Regions from separate parts of the Mus musculus genome. Here all the other regions are linked to region 1. A link is a contact called in public Micro-C and promoter capture Hi-C data. All regions are on one chromosome and are shown on one strand. The core of a region is the stretch at or near the end of the contact, and the rest is flanking DNA. Distances in the headings are between cores, read along the strand shown.

Evidence for each region. Promoter capture Hi-C pulls out the DNA fragments that hold promoters and counts their contacts. Hi-C and Micro-C count contacts between places; a contact is called where the count stands out from the background.
Region 2: a promoter capture Hi-C map of the HPC-7 cell line shows a contact between it and region 1, with 2.9 times the contacts expected there. The contact joins the enhancer-like site here to the promoter of Tardbp in region 1. A contact is called at or near these places in 6 of 39 promoter capture datasets (the HPC-7 cell line, cranial neural crest, frontonasal cranial neural crest and 2 more), 3 of 115 datasets of contacts at active chromatin or transcription factors (embryonic forebrain, embryonic midbrain and memory CD8 T cells) and 2 of 9 other capture datasets (liver and pancreatic islet).
Region 3: a Micro-C map of embryonic stem cells shows a contact between it and region 1, with 5 times the contacts expected there. The contact joins the promoter of Disp3 here to the promoter of Tardbp in region 1. A contact is called at or near these places in 2 of 39 promoter capture datasets (hippocampal neurons and stem cell-derived epiblast-like cells), 1 of 484 Hi-C or Micro-C datasets (embryonic stem cells) and 2 of 9 other capture datasets (embryonic stem cells and pancreatic islet).
Region 4: a contact with region 1 is called in a promoter capture Hi-C map of neural stem cells. The contact joins the enhancer-like site here to the promoter of Tardbp in region 1. A contact is called at or near these places in 17 of 39 promoter capture datasets (the 3T3-L1 cell line, the C10 cell line, the HPC-7 cell line and 10 more), 3 of 484 Hi-C or Micro-C datasets (the N1E-115 cell line, cortical neurons and embryonic stem cells), 24 of 115 datasets of contacts at active chromatin or transcription factors (the 230-238 cell line, the HPC-7 cell line, the SCID.adh cell line and 17 more) and 3 of 9 other capture datasets (adipose tissue, liver and macrophages).
Region 5: a contact with region 1 is called in a promoter capture Hi-C map of embryonic stem cells, with 3 times the contacts expected there. The contact joins the enhancer-like site here to the promoter of Tardbp in region 1. A contact is called at or near these places in 17 of 39 promoter capture datasets (the 3T3-L1 cell line, 3T3-L1-derived adipocytes, the C10 cell line and 10 more), 9 of 115 datasets of contacts at active chromatin or transcription factors (astrocytes, embryonic basal ganglia, embryonic forebrain and 5 more) and 2 of 9 other capture datasets (adipose tissue and embryonic stem cells).
Region 6: a promoter capture Hi-C map of pre-B cells shows a contact between it and region 1. The contact joins the promoter of Dffa here to the promoter of Tardbp in region 1. A contact is called at or near these places in 20 of 39 promoter capture datasets (the 3T3-L1 cell line, the C10 cell line, the HPC-7 cell line and 12 more), 2 of 484 Hi-C or Micro-C datasets (B cells and embryonic stem cells), 17 of 115 datasets of contacts at active chromatin or transcription factors (the 230-238 cell line, bone marrow-derived macrophages, craniofacial prominence and 12 more) and 4 of 9 other capture datasets (adipose tissue, liver, macrophages and 1 more).
Region 7: a promoter capture Hi-C map of cranial neural crest shows a contact between it and region 1. The contact joins the enhancer-like site here to the promoter of Tardbp in region 1. A contact is called at or near these places in 7 of 39 promoter capture datasets (the 3T3-L1 cell line, the HPC-7 cell line, cranial neural crest and 3 more).

The regions. Positions count from the first base shown.
Region 1 is chr4:148,625,628-148,628,327 of GRCm38.p6, reverse strand. Tardbp (TAR DNA binding protein) reads left to right here and starts at 1,332. Exons shown (of 6, transcript NM_145556.4): 1 at 1,332-1,647.
Region 2 is chr4:148,939,382-148,942,142 of GRCm38.p6, reverse strand. Casz1 (castor zinc finger 1) reads right to left here. Exons shown (of 21, transcript NM_001159344.1): 12 at 729-861; 13 at 413-476. Among named protein-coding and RNA genes, the nearest start is that of Gm13205, 12 kb to the left of the region's middle. Within about 2 kb of position 1,337, at least 189 of the 459 cell types and tissues checked have an H3K27ac peak or open chromatin away from gene starts, as enhancers often do. A contact at or near this core is called in the HPC-7 cell line, memory CD8 T cells, pancreatic islet and 1 more, where this site is marked.
Region 3 is chr4:148,286,623-148,289,322 of GRCm38.p6, reverse strand. Disp3 (dispatched RND transporter family member 3) reads left to right here and starts at 1,358. Exons shown (of 21, transcript NM_001083342.1): 1 at 1,358-1,600.
Region 4 is chr4:149,080,143-149,082,847 of GRCm38.p6, reverse strand. All of the region lies in intron 1 of Pex14 (peroxisomal biogenesis factor 14), which reads left to right. Among named protein-coding and RNA genes, the nearest start is that of Gm46722, 16 kb to the left of the region's middle. Within about 2 kb of position 1,452, at least 43 of the 459 cell types and tissues checked have an H3K27ac peak or open chromatin away from gene starts, as enhancers often do. A contact at or near this core is called in adipose tissue, liver and neural stem cells, where this site is marked.
Region 5 is chr4:149,048,220-149,051,160 of GRCm38.p6, reverse strand. All of the region lies in intron 2 of Pex14 (peroxisomal biogenesis factor 14), which reads left to right. Among named protein-coding and RNA genes, the nearest start is that of Gm42351, 39 kb to the right of the region's middle. Within about 2 kb of position 1,685, at least 195 of the 459 cell types and tissues checked have an H3K27ac peak or open chromatin away from gene starts, as enhancers often do. A contact at or near this core is called in the HPC-7 cell line, adipose tissue, astrocytes and 4 more, where this site is marked.
Region 6 is chr4:149,102,841-149,105,540 of GRCm38.p6, reverse strand. Dffa (DNA fragmentation factor, alpha subunit) reads right to left here and starts at 1,399. Exons shown (of 6, transcript NM_001025296.2): 1 at 1,155-1,399. The coding sequence starts at 1,290.
Region 7 is chr4:148,983,967-148,986,847 of GRCm38.p6, reverse strand. Pex14 (peroxisomal biogenesis factor 14) reads left to right here. Exons shown (of 9, transcript NM_019781.3): 4 at 2,683-2,811. Among named protein-coding and RNA genes, the nearest start is that of Gm42351, 25 kb to the left of the region's middle. RefSeq lists an enhancer at 1-2,114. Within about 2 kb of position 1,492, at least 22 of the 459 cell types and tissues checked have an H3K27ac peak or open chromatin away from gene starts, as enhancers often do.

The DNA.
Region 1 (2,700 bases), core at 83-2,582:
AAACCTTGTCTTAGGAGACAAACAAAAAACCATTTTGGTGACTCACACCTGTAATCCCAACACTGAAGGCGCAGATTCAGGAAAGGCATAGCAAATCTGAGGCCAGCCTGGTCTACACAGTAAGTTCTAAGCCAGCCAAAGACTACGCAGAAATCCTGTTTTGTTTGTTTGTTTGTTAAGTTCAAAACCAAAAAGTAAATAATGCTGGGTGGAAGGACTCATGCCTATAATCCCAGCACTCAGATGGTTGAGGCAGGAGGACAGGCCAGGAGTTCCTGGCCAGCCTGGGCTCTAATGGAAGTTAGGGGCTAGACATTAACATCTGTTCTTCCAATGCCATCTTCTTACAAGGTAGCTGTGAGGAGGAAATGAATTCATTTATAAACTTAAAGTGGGAAGGCTTGGCCTGATGGTGATCTGCAATCCTACCCCATTCCTCCCAGAAGGGAGGCAGAGGCAGGAGGAACCCAGCAAGCTCAAGGCCAGCCTGTTCTGTACAGCAAGACCCAGTTTCAGTAAATAAAGCAACTGTGTAAAACCTTTGTGCCTAAGCTTTGAATCTGATACACCAAGAAATTCCAACCCTGAGTAAAGAGTCTACATCTGCTGCTTGGTGGTAGAGCTAGCCTTCAGCCTTTTTAAAGTTATACTAGGACTCGTCAACTGGAACCGAAATACTGAAACATCCAAGTAGTTTTTTGCTGTAGGATTCAGACCCTAGTGGGGCCTCTTTCTCATGGTGACTTCATGCAAGGTACTCAACTCTGTGCCTCAGTTTCTTCACTTATTGAAAGAGGAGAGAGTATCACGACTATCGTGTAGACTGCTAGGGCAGCATCCACACTTGGCAGCCTTGATGAGTTAAAGGACAGCCTGGGCTACACAGTGACTTTGAGATCCCTGTCTCTAAAACAGTATCTGATGGCTAAGCCCAAGGTCAATGGGAAGACACTTGCCTGCCATTCACAAGATTCTGGTTTGTTTTTCTCCCCCTAGAGCCAGAGAGTGCTAAAAGGTACTTGATACAAAATAGTACTTAGAACAGGGACCATTTTGCAGATCAAAGTTAATGTTTCCACGTTGGAAATTAACGAGCAAAGGCAGAAGACATTTAAGAGTCGCCTTTAGACTAGGAACCCAGGGTTCCCAGGGATTCCCCCCCAAGCCCTTACGCGTTCAGTCGCAGGCTCCGCCCCCTTTCCCTCCTAGCCCCGCCCCTGCCGCCCCAGTCCCGGCCTGCGCTAGTCTCGCGCATTCTCGGCGCGCGCGAGCTCCTCGACTAGGGCCGGCCGTTGGTCAGGCGAAGCCATCTACCGCGTTACGTAGGGGGACTCGGAAGGCCGAGTGGCCGTTCTGTCCTTCATCTGTCAGTTTTTCAGACCCAGCTGTTTTCATTGTTGCGTTTCTTTACTTTTTTCTATACGCCGAAGAGCCTGCTAGCATCCGAGCCTCTGGGAGGAGAGAGCGCCTGTGGCTTCCCTCGGAGAGCGCCCCTCCTGCAGGGAAGCCAGTGGGAGAGGCCGAAGGCGGGCGAGGGCGGGAGGCGGCCCTAGCGCCATTTTGTGGGCACGGAGCGGTAGCGCGGCTGTTGTCGGATTCCTTCCCGTCTGTGCTTCCTCCTTGTGCTTCCTAGCAGTGGCCTAGCGGGTAGGTTGGTCGCCAAGGCCGGCCTGCGTGCCTCGAGTGTTGCTTCGGAGAGGCCCGGTGCGGCCTGCGCCGCGGGGAGGGAGCGGTAGAGCGGGGCCTGGTTGGCCTCGCGCAGCCGCGTCGTTAAGGCCTAAGCGCGGGCAGTAGCCGGAGCGGGACGCCGGGCCTCTGCTTGGCTGTGAAGCCACGGGCGGAAGTGTGTGGCCGCCCCGGGTTTCCAGGCGTCCTAGTCCCTGTAGATTGTCGCTTTTGAGAATAACTGTTGTCACCATGGGACTTGGACCTCCGCGGGCCCCACCCTGGGCCCAGTTGAAAGGGGGGGAAAATCATCAACGTTGTCTGTCGCGCACGGCCTTCTGGGAAGCGGCGGCCTACCTCCCGGAGTAGCCGTCGTTGCTCCCTCGACGCCTAACTTTAGCCAGACCTTTCCGAGGATGAGCACCAGAACTGCTAGATAACTGTTCTGATGTCGGTGTTCGTGCTCCACCAGCACAGGGAGGGTTCCTCAGATCCCAATGCTTGGCTGGTTTTTTCCACGTTAAAGCACGTGCTAAACCCGATTCAGGTCCAGGCTATAGAAGAAACTTAATTCAGAATGGTTACGAAATACGGTAGCCTGTAATCTGTGCGCTCCAGGTAAGAAATGACGAGTGCAAGAAAAAAAATCGGGGCAGATACTTAGTTCTTTAACACCTTGTTTTTGTCTGGCTTTGTAGCCAACGGGCCACATGGTAACACTGTTGCCATTTTAGCACCGGAAGCTTATAGTGTGCGCTGAGAAAATAGAACTGGCGGGCAGAGCGCCACATGAACACCGGTTTTCCCTGTGGCTGCCCCGGAACTCAGTAGACTAGGCCAGCCTCGAACTCAAAAAGATCTGCCTGCCTCAAGAGTGCTGAGATTAAAGGCGTGGGTTATCGTGCTCGACAAAAATCACATTTTTTTTTAAAGATTTATTTTATTAATATATGTAAGTACACTGTAGCTGTCTTCAGACACTCCAGAAGAGGGAGTCAGATCTTGTTGCGGATGGTTGTGAGCCACCATGTGGTT
Region 2 (2,761 bases), core at 88-2,587, 310 kb before region 1:
GCATTACTCAAGCCGAAAAGTGGAAATTGATGCTTTGCTCCCACTTTGGCCTTCCCCTCCCCCACCCCTTTTTAAACAAACAAAAAAATATACAAAATAAATAAATAACATTAATAACTGAGGGCCAGAGAAGTTAGAGGGTTCTGGAAAAGCTTTTGGAGCCCACTATCCGAAGGGGGGAAAAAAGGGTGTCAGAGGCTGAAATATATTTCTTCAGCCAGTTCATTAAATTAATTTGTAAGCAGTGGCTCTGAAATTATATTCGATGAAAAATGGCCTCAAAATTTAAATGGTACAAACTCATCTTATTAGAGGGAAAACATTAAAAAACAAACACATCCCCCCAGCCCCCCAGCACGGCTTTAATTTCTCTGGGTGGGGGAACGGGAGGCGTGTGATGGATGGTTCTTACCTTATTCATAAGCGAGGATAAAAGAGATGAATTTGCCGAGACTGCGTGGCCATTTGATTCATTACTGGAACACACAAACCAAGGGCCTTCAACTCAGACATCCGTGGGCCCAGGCCCAGAGGCCCTTCCCTCCCAGTCAGCCAGCCCAGGGCTCTGAGATTTCCACTCTCTGCTGTGACTGCTCGGTGGCAGAGTGAACCCTGGCCGGGAGGGTGAGCTCGGCTTGGTTCCCAGGGCTGGCTGAGACTAAGAGGCGCAGACCACCTCTCTGGGGCCCAGGCCAGCATCTGCAGGGGTTTCTCTGGCCTTGCCTCACCTGGGATCCTTCACGGTCAGGTCTAGACTGCGGTCTTGGGAGGCCTCGTGGGGACCTGGGGTGCCAGCACTGTCAGGCTCCTGCTTCACCTGGGCCTGGGGGAACTTGGTGGGGGTGGGCTGCTGCCCACTTCCTGCAGGTGAGGGGAGGGAAGATGGGATCAGAGGGGCTCAGGTTTAACACGGGCACAAAATCTAGTACCCTCGTTCCTTTACACCCAAAGGGCGGGCAGTGGGCCGAACAGGCAGGGGGCCCCAGGAGCACTGGCTGCTGGTCAGCGGCTCTTCCGGCTGACGAGATCACTTGCGACGTGTACCCCTGTGTGGCAATTCTTCAAGTGATAATTATTGCAAAATTATGTCAAAGTTGTCCTGGCTTAGGGCCTCCTGGAGGAGGAGAGCGGGTGGCTGGGGAGGGGGCCTGGGCGGGGACAGGGGGCCCTTCATTTCCACCACCAACTGTCACAGTCGATTTGCGGGGCTGCCGCTTAAGCTTTTATTAAAGACTCTGTTAATGCTGAGGGGAAGTGGCAGATCTGGACTGGGAGCGGCCCCTCCGTAGTCCCTGCCCACTGTTGCCGAGGCGACGGCCCTGTCTGCACTGAGCATGCCCGCGGAGGGCATGTGCTGTGTCAGGGCTATCAAGGCTGACGGGCCAATCAGGGTGGTTCAACCTATGCGACCTCAGCCGTCTTTCAAGCTGTCCAGGGCAGCGACTGCAGGCCCGCCTTGGATGCCTGACTGGGTACGAGGGGGAGCTTGGTGGGAAGAGGCCACAGGAGGCTGACAGGGCAGGGCCAAAGGAAGTTGCTGACAGGATGGCGTCCAGTGAGCCTTGCTCCCCATAATCCCCAAGTGACTGAAATATTAATTTGCCCCAAGGCACTACAGCTTACAGAGAGCTGCACCACAGAAGCAAGTGACATTTTATTAAAGATGAAGGGAAACAGCTTCCTTCCCCTTTATCTGACCTTTCTTTTGGGGGGGACGAGGAGGAGAGGTGCTTCTGGGGTAAAAGAGTAACTTGGCAGTCTGGTAGCAGAGACTTCCGTGGCTCTCCCTGAAAGCCCCTGGCTGGAGGAGTGAGCATAGCTACAAAAGTTCCCCCCACCCTTGAAGTGGAAGACAGGGGTCCCAAAGGGGTCACGTGCCTCTCATGAACCAAGAGGACTTCTAGCCTTCAGGAATCCACACTACAGTCACCTGCAGTCACCTATTCTAGGCTCCAGAGAAAAAGCCCAGCCTAGCATCCCCAAGAGTTGGGACAGGAGCCCCATGTGGGTGCAAGAGACCCTTGGTCTTGGCTGGTTCTGAGATGGTTTTGGATGGGAGTGGAGCATGAAGGCTGGGCAGCCAGGCTGCTAAGGATATGGCTCTCTGTCCCTGTCCCACCTGCTCCACAGGGTGGGGCTTCTGTCTCTCCTCAGCATCCAGCCCAGCACGTAGCCAGCAAGCTCCTCTGGGCAAACCAGTGGTTTGGAGGAATTAAAGGAGCCACATCCACGGTGTGAGCTGAACTCTTTCTAGGAATCCAAATAGCACCCACTACCCCCCGAGGAAGATGGGCAGGGAAAACAGGAGAGAGGAGAAAGAAAATTCCCAAAGGAAAGGGAAGGAGAGAGGAGAAAGAGAAAGGAGGACGAGGGAGAGAGCCTGAGAGTCGTCCTATACAGGCGTGGGATGCGAACACCCATTCCCTGAGCTCATGTGTCACTCTGTGTCAGCTAGAGAAGAGCGGAGAGAAGAGGTGGCCTTGGAGGACTCTGCTCAGGGACTCACTGGTGACAGAACCAGTGAGACCTGGCGCCATTAGGCCACCCAGGTGCTCAGAGACAGGAACCACTCACCAGCTCCACATACAGAGGAGTGAGTCCCTGGGTGCATGGCCAAAATGAGGGACCCCCACCCCCAAAGGGCAAACAAATCGACAGGATGGAGACAGAGACCAAGCAGGAAGGGGCTGCTACGTGGGGGCTGCAGGTGTGGGGGCTGGGCAGACACTTCCCAGCCTGCCCCATGTTCTTCAGTCTCAGG
Region 3 (2,700 bases), core at 109-2,608, 340 kb after region 1:
CAGATGAGTTCCGGGGCATCCAGGGTCATAAGTAGCTAAATGTCCACCTGACCGCCAGCCAGTGAATGCAGTCCCCAGGGACTGTGTTTGAGAAAGCTGGACGGGTGGTACAGGATTTTCCTGTAGAACCCCAAAGTGAGAGGGGTTCAGAGAACTCCCAAACTGCCCTCTTAATTAAAACTATGTATGTATGTATGTATGTATGTACGTATGTATGTATGTATGGCATGTGTGTTTGGAGGGGATGTGCATGTGTACCACAGGGCACGAGTGGAAGTCAGAAGACAGCTCGCAGAAGTGAGTTTGCCCTGGAGACTGAACTCCGGTTGTCAGGCTTGGCAGCAAACACCTGCTAAGCCATTTCCCAGGCCCCTAGGTTTCCTCTTTCAAAAATATAGATGGGGGCATGGGCTACACAGCAAAGAGCTAGGGGCTTTCGGTATTTTTATTTCATAATGATCCTGCATTCTCTTGTATAGAATGGGGACTTCTTGAAGGCCAAGATTGTGGCTTACATGCTTATCTTCCTGGTCCGTGTCATAATCATCTGGGTGGCCTCTCAGCCGGCAGTGATGTCCCTCCTGCAGCGGGAGGCTGGCGCCAGGTCCTTTTGAGGGTTCCCTTGGCTCTCCTTGGGTGACATCAAGGCCAATGTCTTTGGAGCACTGAAAGAGAAATGAAACCAGGGATAGCCTTGGTTTCTAGGCTCTTTCTTCTTTGGGTATCTTTTCAGCAGGGGGTGTCAGGCGGACCTTCTGCTGTTACTGGACGAGTGCCTGGTCCCAGGGGCTGGCAGAGCTCTGGGCTCTGCTGCCAGAGAGGTGAATAGAGGAGGGAGGAAGAGATGGTGCCAGGCGCCTGGGCTTGGCAACCACCTCCGGAGGGCACCCGGGGATGCCCTCGAGTGTCCAGCAGGCTGGTGAGGTGCCAAGGCTGGGCAGATGGGGCTGAGAGAAGCCAGCAGGAGCGCACGCCTGGGAAAGGCCTGGGTGCCCAGAAACCTCGGGGGCCAGTAGGGGGCATGGCCAGGTCCGTTTGCAGAGACTAAGACTGACCCCCAGGGGTCGCTGCGCTGTGCTCAGTCCCTGCTCGCCAACACGGGAAGCTGGCTGTACCACCACGCGGCTCCCGCAGGGGGAGCGGCAGCCAGGGCGGCGCCTGGCGGCGGAATCGGGAGACAGCAGCGCGCGGCGGAGAGCAAGCCTAAGCCGGACGGTGACGCAGAGCCCGCAGGCGCTGATGCTGGAGGCGCCAGTGGACGGGGGGAGGCGCGACTCTAAAGGCTGCCCGGGACACCCCCGCACCCCGTGGTAGGAACCGGGACCCAAACAAAGGCGGGCAGCAGATAAAAGGCGGCGGCGGCGGCGGCGGCGGCGGCGGCGGCGAGTGCTTCGCGTGCGCGCTGGGGACGTAGTTGTCACGGACCTGGCGGCGGTCTGCTCGCCAGCGAGCGGAGCTTGGGGGCCGCTGGCCTCCTACAGCTCTGAGGACCTTTCCTCCTGAAATTACCCTCAAGGGACAAGTGTTCGCCGCGGGGTGGCCGAAGCCCCTTAACCCCTGCGGCACCCGTGTATCAGCCTAGCTCGGCTCAGCCAGCGAGGTGAGTGAGACTGCCCCTGGGCGCCATCGGGACTGGGGATGCGCTACTCTGGAGAGGGGAAGGGTCTAACGTGCCACATGCGCCCGGTCTGGGGGCGGGGAGAGGGGGGAGTGCGGGAAGTTCTCTCGCTCTCAGGCCACCCCCGGCCTCAACGCCCTGAGAAAGCCGGCTAATGGGACAGAGTTCAGATCTCAGAGCTTGTCCCTGCGCCCCCGAAGCTTGCACCAACACGCTGGGGACGGGCTGCAGCTTCGGTCTGCGGGAGCGTGTTTAATGTCCAGAATCATCCTGGCTCCCTATCTCCATACCCCTGCTCGTCTCGGTAGGTGTCTGTCTGGGTTCATAAAAGTTGAGCGTCAGCCTGAAGCCATCCCAAATCCGGCTGTCCGCCGGGACTTCAGAGGAGGGAGGGAACAGGAAAAGGTAACGATGGCCCCTGTAGCTGCCCCCTACTTGAGCGCACTCACGCGCTTGGTGGGACCTTCTTTGAGTCTTGGGCTGCGGTGAACCCGCTGCAGGTGCCGCTGCGTGCCAGCCAGGACCTCTGAAGCTCAGGCAGGCGATGGAAGTGGAGCGCTAGAGGGTCCCTGGGTCGACCCAGAACATCCATAAGGACTGTGATGGGGTGGCATCTGAGTAGCCGTGGAGCACAGTCAGGAAAAGATGACCAGCACGAGTGGCGGCGAGTCCCGAGAGCTAGCCCTGCCGCTGGGAGGACTTTTCCCAACTCTCCTAGGAGACGCCTCCCCGGAGGCTTCCTCTGTTGGATCTCTGTCTGGTACAGGGATGCTTCCTGAGTCTGGGTGCGGGTGCTAGTCTGGTTGCACTCTCGGTCAGTACCTCGGACAGCGCACTGAACCCACCAGCCCCAAGCTCCACACACAAATGAAGTACACACACACACTATGTATAGAGCACTCGTGAACACTCCACGCACAAATCCACACTCCTTTCTGATAAATATATTCCCATCGTGGCTCGTAGGCGCACACAATGCACACAGAGACCCAGGATTCACTCCCACGTGGACAAGCCTAATCTTCCCACAAGCCCCAGTTTGTGGGCCAGGACTCATCCCTCTTCACGCTCTCGCTGGAGGA
Region 4 (2,705 bases), core at 203-2,702, 450 kb before region 1:
TCTCTCCAGCCCCAGGTTGTGACTCTTTTAAGTTCTCTCTTCCTCTTCTTCTGGAGTCAAGGCCAGAAGGGGTGTCAGGTGCCGCCTTCAACCGTTTTGCCTATTCTTTTGAAGCAGAGTGTCTCCCTAAACTTTCACTGGAAACCAGCAAGCCCCAGAGACCCTCCTGCCTGTCTCTGCCACCCTCAGAGCTGGGGTTACAAGTGTGTATGTAGGGATACTAGCCTGGGTGCTGGAACTCCAGGTCTGGTCTTGGCGTTTATACACGTGCCCTTAACTATGCTGGCATCTCTCCAGCCCCTCAAGTCCTACTTTTTAGTTTTGTTAGTGTGGTCTTTGCTCTGGGGATCACTTGACAGCTTCCCCTGCCCCAGGATCAAGACTTTTTCAGGTGTCTGTGGGATGCCCTGAGTAAGCAGGACATTGTATCTTTCTAGTGTGGGATCGGAGCCCTGAGCAGCCTGAGAACTCAGCTCCTCCTCACTTTTTTTTTTTTTTTTTTTTAATCTTCATGGGCTTTTACCATGTGTGCACACAGATTTTCGTATTGGCCAGAGTCTCAAAGGAACATCCGTGTGGATTTCTGGAACTTTCTTTCTGTATAGCTTTCTTTGGAACTTGGCTCAGCAGTTCTCTGTTGCTTTAGCCTTTCTGAAATCCCTTCACTGGCTCTTCAGCACAGAGACTGCCATGTCGTGCTGGGCAGCCTCTTCTCTGTCCGCCCTGTGTCCCAGGGCAGCAGGTCAGAGTGGTTTAGGGCACAGGTCCTTCTGTACTGTACTAGAACTACTGCAGGAGCATGGTCCCTGCTAGGAGAACAAGCCTATCCCCATGGAGAGCAAAGAGCCGGCCCGATGGGACTTTATCTCTTTTACCGTCACGTGTGTGTGCTGTGGAGCCATTGCCAAGTCGAGGAAACTGAGGCTCAGCCAGGCTGAGCAGCGTTCTCAGGCACTCTGCAAGCCCTCTCCACAGGCCATGCCCAGAGAGTTTGTGGAGGGGCTCTTGTTCTTCTCAGTCACGAGCTGTTTGTGAAGACTCCGTAGGACATGTGGGGAGTGACACTGGCTTCTGCTCACGGGCTTGGCGGGGCTCCCGTTGCTCAAGCTCGTGAGCTCTTGCCAGGCTGGCCTCGGCTGTGCAGTGAGGTGAGCTCCTTGCAGGTTGGCAGGTTGCCCAGCAGGGGAAGGTCAGCACCTCCACAGCAGGGCGCGGGCAAGCCTGTGTCCGCCATACGGTAGTTCCTGCCTCTCTTCCACCGCGCTCTATGGATTTTAGTTTTTCCTTAATGCGTGTGCATGTGCACGTCCGTACATGTAGATGTGTGCATCCGCCGTGGGTGTCACTCCTCAGCAGGACATTGGTTTTTTGGAGACTGCGTCTCCCACTAGTCTCAGCTAGGCTGTGTGGCCAGTGAGTCTTGGCAGACAGGACTGGCTGCCTCCACCTCCCCAGAACCAGGGTTGTAAGCCCATCCACCACAGCCAGGCTTTTTACTTGGGCTCTAAGAGTGCACTCAGGGCCTCAGGCTTGAGCAGCAAGCATGTAACTGACCAGGCTGTCTCCCCAGCCCCACATGCTACTGACCAGGCTATCTCCCCAGCCCTGCATGCTACTGACCAGGCTATCTCCCCAGCCCTGCATGCTACTGACCAGGCTATCTCCCCAGTCCCACATGCTACTGACCAGGCTATCTCCCCAGCCCTGCATGCTACTGACCAGGCTGTCTCCCCAGTCCTGCATGCTACTGACCAGGCTATCTCCCCAGTCCCACATGCTACTGACCAGGCTATCTCCCCAGCCCCACATGCTACTGACCAGGCTATCTCCCCAGCCCCACATGCTACTGACCAGGCTATCTCCCCAGTCCCACATGCTACTGACCAGGCTATCTCCCCAGCCCCACATGCTACTGACCAGGCTGTCTCCCCAGCCCTGCATGCTACTGACCAGGCTATCTCCCCAGCCCCCTCATGCTTGTTATTGACACAGGGTCTTATGTAGCCCAGACGGGCCTCAAATTCACTATGTAGCTGAGGCTGGCCTTTAACTCCTGATTTTCTGCCCCCACCTTCCAGATAGTAGGATTATTGTACACATAGATCACCATACCCACTAACTTTTAATTAATTTGTTAGTTAATGAATTAATTTTGAGGCAGGGTCTTATTATGTAGCCCTGAGGAGTCTAGAATTGGCTATGTAGATTAGGCTAGCCTCAAACTCATAGAATCTGCCTACCTTTGCCTCATGAGTTCTGGGATTAAAAGTATGTACTACACTCAGCATTTTTCTAAAATTTAATTAAATTTTCTTTGTTGTTGATTTTTTTTTTCTTTCCTCTAGACAAGCTTGCACTATGTAGTCCTGGCTGTCCTGGAACTCATTCTGTAGACCAGGCTGGCTTTAAACTCAGAGACCCGCCTGCCTCTGCCTTCTGAGTGCTGGGACTAAAGGTGTGGGCCACCACATACAACCTGCCGGAGTTTGTTCTTTCCCTCTGTCACGTGGGTCTGTGGGGCTCAGGTGTCCAGGCTTATCAATAAGCACTCTCCTCTGGGTCAGTAGGCTTGACGGCAAGTGTCCTTACTAAGCCGCCTCCCCGACCCCAACTCCGCCTTCGTTTAAAGCACCTTTAACCTTTGCTTTCTTCCCATTGCAGCCTCCCCATCCTGACCTCTGAAGGGCCTAAATGTGGGGATCAGA
Region 5 (2,941 bases), core at 436-2,935, 420 kb before region 1:
AGAGGTCCCTCTGTGTTGGACAGTTTGGATGGGACACTTAGGAAGTTGTCTACAGACATGGGACTTGTGTTAGGGACTGTATTATTAGCATGTATGACCTGGCCATGAACTTGTTTCATGGGATATGTGGGACATCTGATGTCTGCTGCCCCATCCCGGCAGAGAGAGTCGGTTCCAATAGAGAACCCATTTCTGCCTGCTGTCTTGGCCTGGGTGTGCTGAGGGAACAATTCCCTCCCAGAGGAGCTGCTCACAGCTCGCCATCCGAGTAGTGCATTTCCAATTCCTATGTTGTACTCTGGTTTGAAAATCCTCGAGCCGGCCAGCATTCTCTGCCGTGAACCACACTCTGCGTGCAGAGTCACACTGCTGCTTTACTCTGCAGAGGGCCAGGAAGTGCTCTAGAGCGACAGCAGGAGTCAGGACTTGGTTGTCTGGTGTCGGCCACAGGTCTGCTGCTTGGTGGAGCTGCAGGTGATCTTTAGCTGTCCAAATCTGCCATTTCTAACTTTTGCTATCTTTAATTAACTAATTAATTTTCTTTAACATGTATGAGTGTTTTGTCTGCATGTTTGTCTATGTACTACTTGTGTGCCTGGTGCCTGCAGATGCCAAAAGAGGGTTGGATCCCCCAGGAATTGGAGTTATAGACAGTTGTGAGCCTATCTATGAGTGCTGGGAATGGAATCCAGTCCTCTTAACTGCTGAGCCATCCATCCATCTCTCTAGCCCCAGATTCTTGGAACTTAAGCTATTTGTAGGCTGTGGCAGCTCCTTTCTGTATTCAAACCTTAGTTGTCGATGCTTTAGTCCCTTTCCCCCTTAGCTATCTGTCCGAGGTACCAGTTAATGACTCCTCAGAAGGTTTTAGCTTATACAGATATTTCAGCACACTCCTGCAGTCTCAGCATCTTGGCAGGCCGAGGCAGGAGGCTATGAATTCTGAGCCTGCCAGTGCATGTAATGGAGACAACATTTCCCGATGCCGACATTCTCTCCCGTGGAACACACAAGCCCATCTTGCCCTGTGATCAGCAGGTGTCAAGCCCTCCAGAGGGAGTGCTTCACATGCCACCTGGTAGTCATTTATTTTGTGTCCAGCCCCAGTGATGACTTAATCCTTAAGGTTGCCACTTTCAGGGACACAACCTTTCTTTGTTCCTGTCACAGCTTAGTCATGCATGACAAGAGAGAACTTGGCCCAGACTTGAGAAGTGGGAGCTGCAGTAGTTCTCTATGAGCCAAGCTCTTGAGCTCCTGAGCGGAGCAGTAATTGGGAAAGCATAACATTTAGCGAGCAGCAGAGAGAAGGAACCCAGGTATCATCAGGAAGGTCCTGGGGCCGGCCTGCTGCATAGCTTTAGTGCTGGTCTCCAGCTCGCCGCTCTCCTTAGGAGCATCAGCACCGTGGACACTGAGTCATTACATTCCTTTGCAGTGATTCAACTCAGCAGCTTGACACCTTCATTAATTTTACAACACAAAGCCTGGGTGTTTTCTGCTTCCTCTTTAGCAGTGCAGGGAGTTAGAGGGGCTGCGGACAAGAGCAGCAAGGAGCTATGGAGAGATGCTGCTCTGGGCTTTGAGTGCCTTGCTCTTGTTGGTGCTTCCCGGGATCAAGTCTCCGACTCTTGCTACCACTCAGTTCTGGCGCGTAAACCTTTTATTTCTGTTCCTGGCATGCTAGCTCACCGACCTCCGGCTCAGAGCCAGCTCGTTTGCCTTCTCTGCTGAGGTCACTGCTACCGTGATCCGTGTATAATGGCATTTCCCTCCTCTTTTCAGTATGGAGGCTATTACAGTTTCCTCTCTAAACAGGACTTCAAACAATCCGCTGCCAGTCGGATTTCAAAGCCAAGGAAAAGGCAAATGTCATCCTTTTTTTCTCCCCTCTTTGGGTAACTGCTTTGTTGGCTGCATCAGAAATTAGAGGGGTTGCTGTGGAAATTCAGGTGGGGATGTGTGGGGACAAGGCATTTAAATTTGCTTTTCTTTCTGCCTAAAGGAGAAAATCCTTTTCCTTCTCAACCTTTCCTAAAAAGGAACTTTGATCTTCTCAGCCCAGAGGCCGGGGTTTTCATTTCCTCTATAGCCGGCTGGCGTGTTCCGCTCCTTCTGCAGTGAGGGCACTCAGTGGTGTGCAGCATCTGCAGCCCTGCCCCGCGGCTCGCCTGCCCCAGGCTCCAGCTGCCTCTGTGCAGTAAGTTGGCCCAGAGTCCTCTGCTGAGCAGGAAAATCTCTCCCAAGTCACCTGGTCCCTGAGACCACTGTCACTTGGTACTAAGTAGTGTGGGTGGTTTAAGATAGTTTACCGCCACATTCCTCTCTGGAAGAACTATTCCCATAAAACAACAAAACACTGGCATGTGACGGGGAGTCACTCTCGCAGTATTTTTAACTAGGGCCAAGGGGGGGGAAAATGTGAATGACAGAGAGATTTCACTTTGAAAGGTAGTTTTTGCACATGCAAAGTTGCCACTTTTCATAGAGGCTTTTACTTCATTTATCAATGTTTTAAGAGAGGCTGGGGTCAATAATGCATGCTTTAGACTCCCCTAAATACAGATTTACACAATAGCCCCTAAAATATATTATGTTGAATCACGTCAACTCCTCTCTGCTGCTGTTGCTGCTGCTGCTGCTTCTTTTTTTTTGTTTTTTGTTTTTTTGTTTTTTTTTTGTTGTTTTTTTGTTTTTGTTTTTCGAGACAATGTGTCTCTGTGTAGCCCTGGCTGTCCTGGAACTCACTCTGTAGACCAGGCTGGCCTCGAACTCAGAAATCTGTCTGCCTCCCAAGTGCTGGGATTAAAGGCATGTGCCACCACGCCCAGCTTTCCTCTGTGCTTCTACAGAGGTGTTTTATTCTTTAATGTGAAAAACAAAAGGAGCAAGGAAAAGAAAACAAAGGAAATTAGGGCTCACATGCATACATAATCACTAC
Region 6 (2,700 bases), core at 150-2,649, 480 kb before region 1:
GGGTACTAAGAACTGAGCCCAGATCCTCTGCAAGAGCAGAAAGCACTCTCAGCAGCTGAGCCATCTTTCCAGCATCCTCACATAGGAGGCATTTGAGTCTACATAAATAAGCATCCAACCAGAGGCTGGTCTGATTACAGTGGACGCGTAATGCTGTCCCTTGCTCATTTATTCGGTGGTAATCTTGAATTCTACACATCAAATGTCAGAAAACAAAAAGTAGGTGGTTTATTCTCTCTGTGGCTATCTTCTTTTGCAGTTCTTCTAGACTGAAGGAAACTACAGTATTGGCAGAAGCTTTACTCAGTGTCATTTCATTTATATTATTGCCAGGCAAGAGGCTTTCCATAAGGCTGTCATCACCCAAAATAGAACTGCCAGTCAGTCTGCTATAGGCTCTGCTGCAGAGAACAGAAGTCTCTGGGGCCAAGGACACCCAGCCAATGCAACTGAAGTGGCACTAAGCTGAACTAACCTTGTGCTGGGGTGAAATGCAAGCCTTGGTGTGACAGAACCCCTGTCACCAGATCAAACCCTGCTCCTGGGTCTCAGTAGCTAGCTCTCCGGAAGCGATGCACACCCTGGCACAGGTGAATCCGTGCCCGGAGCTAGCTGACATGAAAGACCTGCAGAACTTCTTTGAGTATCTCATTTGTTGCTACGGGCTAATAACGCTTGTAAGTAACCATTGAACAGACCATCTCACTTGAGAGTCCCAAGAATCCTTTGAAGCAAAGTTGAAAATACACCCACTACACGGCTGAGGAAACTAAGGGTCCAGAGATGGTTAAATGCAAAGTATAGTCAGGATCAGAACATGGCTCACGTTCCTTACTTGGACTCTAAGGGCAGGCACTGACAGCTCCCTTTTAATGGAATAGGTACTGAGTGCGGACTCCCATTCCCATCCCGTCGGGGAGCCCCAGTACCGCCTCTGTGAGCCAGAGTGGACAGAATACGCTGGACTCGGTTTGGTCCAAAATCAGGTCAATGAACCTGGACCTGCACAGTTTCCCGTCCCCTTCACGGCTCCTCTCAGTGTAGGTAAGTAAAAACGCCAGGAATCTGTCAATCACTGGACCCACGTGGGTCCCTGCAGTCCCTAGGCTCTGGGGTCACCTTCCCGACCCCGCCCGGTCCCCTCAGCAGCCAACCTTTGCTCCTCAGCTCCTCGAGACTGGAGGCTGCCACGCCGTGCTGATCGCGGCTGTGGTTGCGGCGTAGCAGACACGGTTTGAGAGGCCGGACATCGTCCGGGTCTGGGGCGCTGGCTCCCCGCGACAGCTCCATCCTCAAAGTGGGGACCTGGCGACTCTGGGAAATCCCAGGTAGCCCAGAGCCCCTTCCCTAAGCTTTGACAACCTTCCTCCCGCTGCCTGACGGGAGATGTAGTTCTCTCAGCAAGTTACGCGAGACCAAGGCACGCCGGGAGATGTAGTTCTAGTGGCGGCTAATCACGGGCGTTCCAGGGCACGACGGGAATTGTAGTTTCTGGGTTCAAAGCCAGGGGCGGGGGGGATTCAGTTTAGGGAAGTGGTCCAGATTGGAGATTTCTTTTTTTTCTGTTGTTTTCTTTCCCCTACCCTGTTACCTTCCCCTCCTTTTCTTCTCTAAAAGACTGTATGATGGAAAACCCGGGGTCTCATGTATGGTAAGCATAGTTCTACACTACATTGCCAGCCATATATTCATGTTTTTTTTTTTTCCTTTTTAAAGATTTATTTATACATAAGTACACTGTAGCTGTCCTCAGACACACCAGAAGAAGGCATCAGATCTCATTACGGATGGTTGTGAGCCATCATGTGATTGCTGGGATTTGAACTCAGGACCTTTGGAAGAGCAGTCAGTGCTCTTAACTGCTGGGCCATCTCTCCAGATGCATATTCATGTTTTAAGAGTTGCCATTGAACTGGGTGTTGTGGCTCAGGCCTTTAATCCTCAGGAGGCAGAAGGATCTTTATGAGTTCCAGGGCAGCCTGGTCTACATAGTGAGTTTCTACACAGCCAGAGCTACATAAAAGAGAAAATTGTGTGTGTGTGTGTTTGTGTGTTTTTCAGGACTGGTTTTGTGACTTTTGAAGTTTAAAGGATATGATTTACAAGCAAGTTGAAATATTAAGTAAACATTTTACATTAAGTTAAATAGCTGACAAGATAGCTTAGTGGGTAAAGGTGCTTGCTGCCAGTCCTTACACCCTGAGTTTGATCCCAGAGCCCAGCATGGTAGGAAAACAGATTTCCAAAAGTTGTTCTCTGATCACACAACCTGACATTTGTATGCATGCATGTATGCTCATGTGAACACATACCCCCCCCACACACACAAATGGTTGCTATGAAATTATTATTAAGTTTTTAAAAGGAGCTGGTTTACTTATGTTTCTTAAAATTTTATTTTTGTAACCCAGCATGCTGGTGAATACCTTTAATCCTAGCTCTTGGGAGGCAGAGGCAGTTGTATCTCATTGAGTTCAAGGCCAAGGAGAACAAGCCAAAGTTACACAAAGAAATTCCGTCTCTGGCTGGTGAGATGGCTCAGTGGGTAAGAGCACCAGACTGTTCTTCCGAAGGTCCAGAGTTCAAATCCCAGCAACCACATGGTGGCTCACAACCATCCGTAGCGAGATCTGACTCCCTCTTCTGGAGTGTCTGAAGACAGCTACAGTGTACTTACATATAATAATAAATAAATAAATC
Region 7 (2,881 bases), core at 243-2,742, 360 kb before region 1:
GGGGTGAGGTGAGGGTGAGGATGCACCATGCTTCTCACTCTGGCGTTGTTGAAATGTCATCCAGTTACCATTTGCAGGTCTGCCCCAGGTTGTCTGTAGCCCATGTTTCTATATCCACAGGAACTAGCATTGGCTCTTATCCACAGGTGGGGTCCAGGGTGCCATGGGAGAAAGGAGTTTAATCCCTCTCTAAACCCTGACAGCCTTGAGTGAAGTTGCCGTCTGATGCTTATAACTCTGGTTGCCTCTGTTCTCCAAGACAAGTCAGACCTAGACGGCCTTCACCCCCACCTCAGGGGAAATGGTAGGGGTAGCACTCGAAAATTATGTGTTCTCCCCCACCCCATTCTTCTTAAGAAAAATGACTCATTTATTGAAACTAAATCAAGCCCCTGCCTTTTCTGGAGAACTAGGTATATTGGAATTCCAGCCAGTGTAGAGTTATAGCACCAAATGAGAAGCAAGAGCCCGGAAGGAAGTGCCGATGGCATTGGAACCCTCACCTCACTGGTGGGCTCGGCTGAGGGAATGCAAGCTGGCTTTTATTAGGAGAATAGTCTTGGTAAAAGCTTGGGGCCAGAGGGCAGAACAGCCGGCAGAAGGTCCTGTTCCTTTAACCAGCGCCAGCTCTCGAGGCCGAGGCGCAGCCTGTAACTTGCTGTATATTTCCCCAGCGTTAAGCATTATCGTACTTGTTTATATTTGAAAGAGCCAGAAGGGAAATGAGAATGCAACTGAATGCTCCTTTTGGGAGAATTATCCTCATTTGCAGCCAGCAGCTGACAAGGCACATGATCCACCAGGTTTAGAGAATTCCGTGGTGTGCCAGTGACCAGCAGCCTGTGCTGATGTCGCAGATGCTGCTTCCTCTCCTCTGCAGTGGACTGGGAAAAGCACCGTCCTCCTTCCCGGCTTGGAGAGGAGAGCGGTGCCCCTTCCTATTTAGGAAGAGCCATCAGCAGTGACTGACAGGCGAACGAGCCCAAGAGGCACAGGCTCCGGGGATCTGTGTCCTCACTTTTACCTGGCTTGTCTGTCTGGCCTACTCCTGCTCTGGGGAGAAGAAACAACAACAAATGCATCCTGTTTGTGGCAAGCTGTGCAGGAAGTGGGGATGCCCTTGTCCTGCGCAGCCTGGGATGCTCTGCTGCTCTATCGCCTGACCTCCTTCCCTCTGGCTGGGTGAATGCCGACCCATGGCCCACGACCCACAGCAGGGCTTGCTTGCTTGCTTCTGTCTGGCTCCTGTGTGTGAAGAGGAAGTGCTGCTGCCTCGTGAAAGGAGAGAGGTCAAGGGCCATTTTGCGTAGTTGAGGCACTCCCTTGACCGTTTGCAGTGGGGCATGAAAAGTCTGAGGGATGGCTAGCATCGACTCAGGCCAATATGGTACAGGGCCGAGCTGTGCTCTAAAGCATTAATGTATACCACGTATTAGCCCCCAGGCACAGAGTGCGAGGCCCCACACTTTGAAGATGCTGATCCTCAGAACCGCCTTGTACTTCATCCACCCCCAGGGGCAAGTATACTGTGCTGTGGGCCTCTAATGGAGAGCTGCCGACCAGATGTGGAAAAGCTCTTGGCCCCGGTTTAAAAGCTCTGTGTTGTGGCTCTATTGGATATTGGGATTCCCGGAACAGCCTGGACCAGCTTGAGTTGTCTTCTGCATGCTAGCAGTGACCTCTCACCTGCTTTTCACCCTCGGCAGTAGATCTCTTTGTATACACCATTACTTCCCGAGTGGGCCCTGTAGGAATCTTGTTGCAAACCTGGGCTCTACACTTTAGTCCTATGGAGCCCTCCTCCTTTACCATCGGTCCCCCAGTCGGCCTCAGGCCCTCTGAATACCTCTCTGCTCCCAGCCTGCTAGGTTAGGAGCCTGGACTTTCACTGGCTCTCCCTTCCTTCTTGGCAAATCCTTTCCACATGCTATAACCACTGCAGATGGCGCCCTGCGATTTCCTGATGCCCTGTGTGCAGTGTAGTTTAGAGCATCAGAGGATTAAAGGGGGGTGGGGGGTGGGGGGAGGAACTAGCCAAAGGCGATCCAGGCAGCCTGGGATAGGCTGGAGCAATAGTCATCCAAGAGCGTGGGCCCGGTCTCGTTTTGCTCTGTTTTCTTGTTTTATTTTCTTCTTTACATTCTATATCCCATTCATACTAATCACAGTCAGTCCTGATTTTTCTTTTTATTTCTGCATTTGTCATAAAATAAAGCAAATTATTCCCGTCTTCGGAAACGATCTAGACTAATTAGTCGTCTCACCCAATAATTAGTTTTTTGTTTCCCTGTCTGTTTTCGTGCATTATTGTTAGTTTTTTCCCCTCTTTTTTTAACACCATTACAGATTAAAATGAGCCACATTTGCAGTTGATGGTATCTGTTTTCGGGGGAAGAATGGAGAATTGCAGTACGGAGCGACTTCAAAAGCAGCAATAAACTCAAGGATAAATTAAGGAAATTGAATGAGCCACATTTGGAAGCAGTGTTGAGGCTAATATTCTGTCGCTTAAGGTTAAATTGCGACAGAGAGAGGTTCCCAAGAATCCGAAATCGAGGAGGCAGCACACTCAAATGCAAGGCGCGCTCTGTGGCCGTCAGGGCCTGCTTGCAGAGGAAGATTTTGCTGAGGGTGGGTCGCTGGCAAGAGATACTCATGAGTGTCCTTTGCTCTTCTCTCTAGGACTGACAGACGAAGAGATTGACCTGGCTTTCCAGCAGTCGGGCACAGCTGCCGACGAGCCTTCACCCCTGGGCCCAGCTACCCCAGTGGTTCCTGTCCAGCCCCCTCACCTCACTCCGCAGCCATACAGTAAGTCACCTGTTCCAAGTCCTGCTTACCCCAGCTGGGAGTCAAGACACTGGCTAAGAGCAGTGCTCCA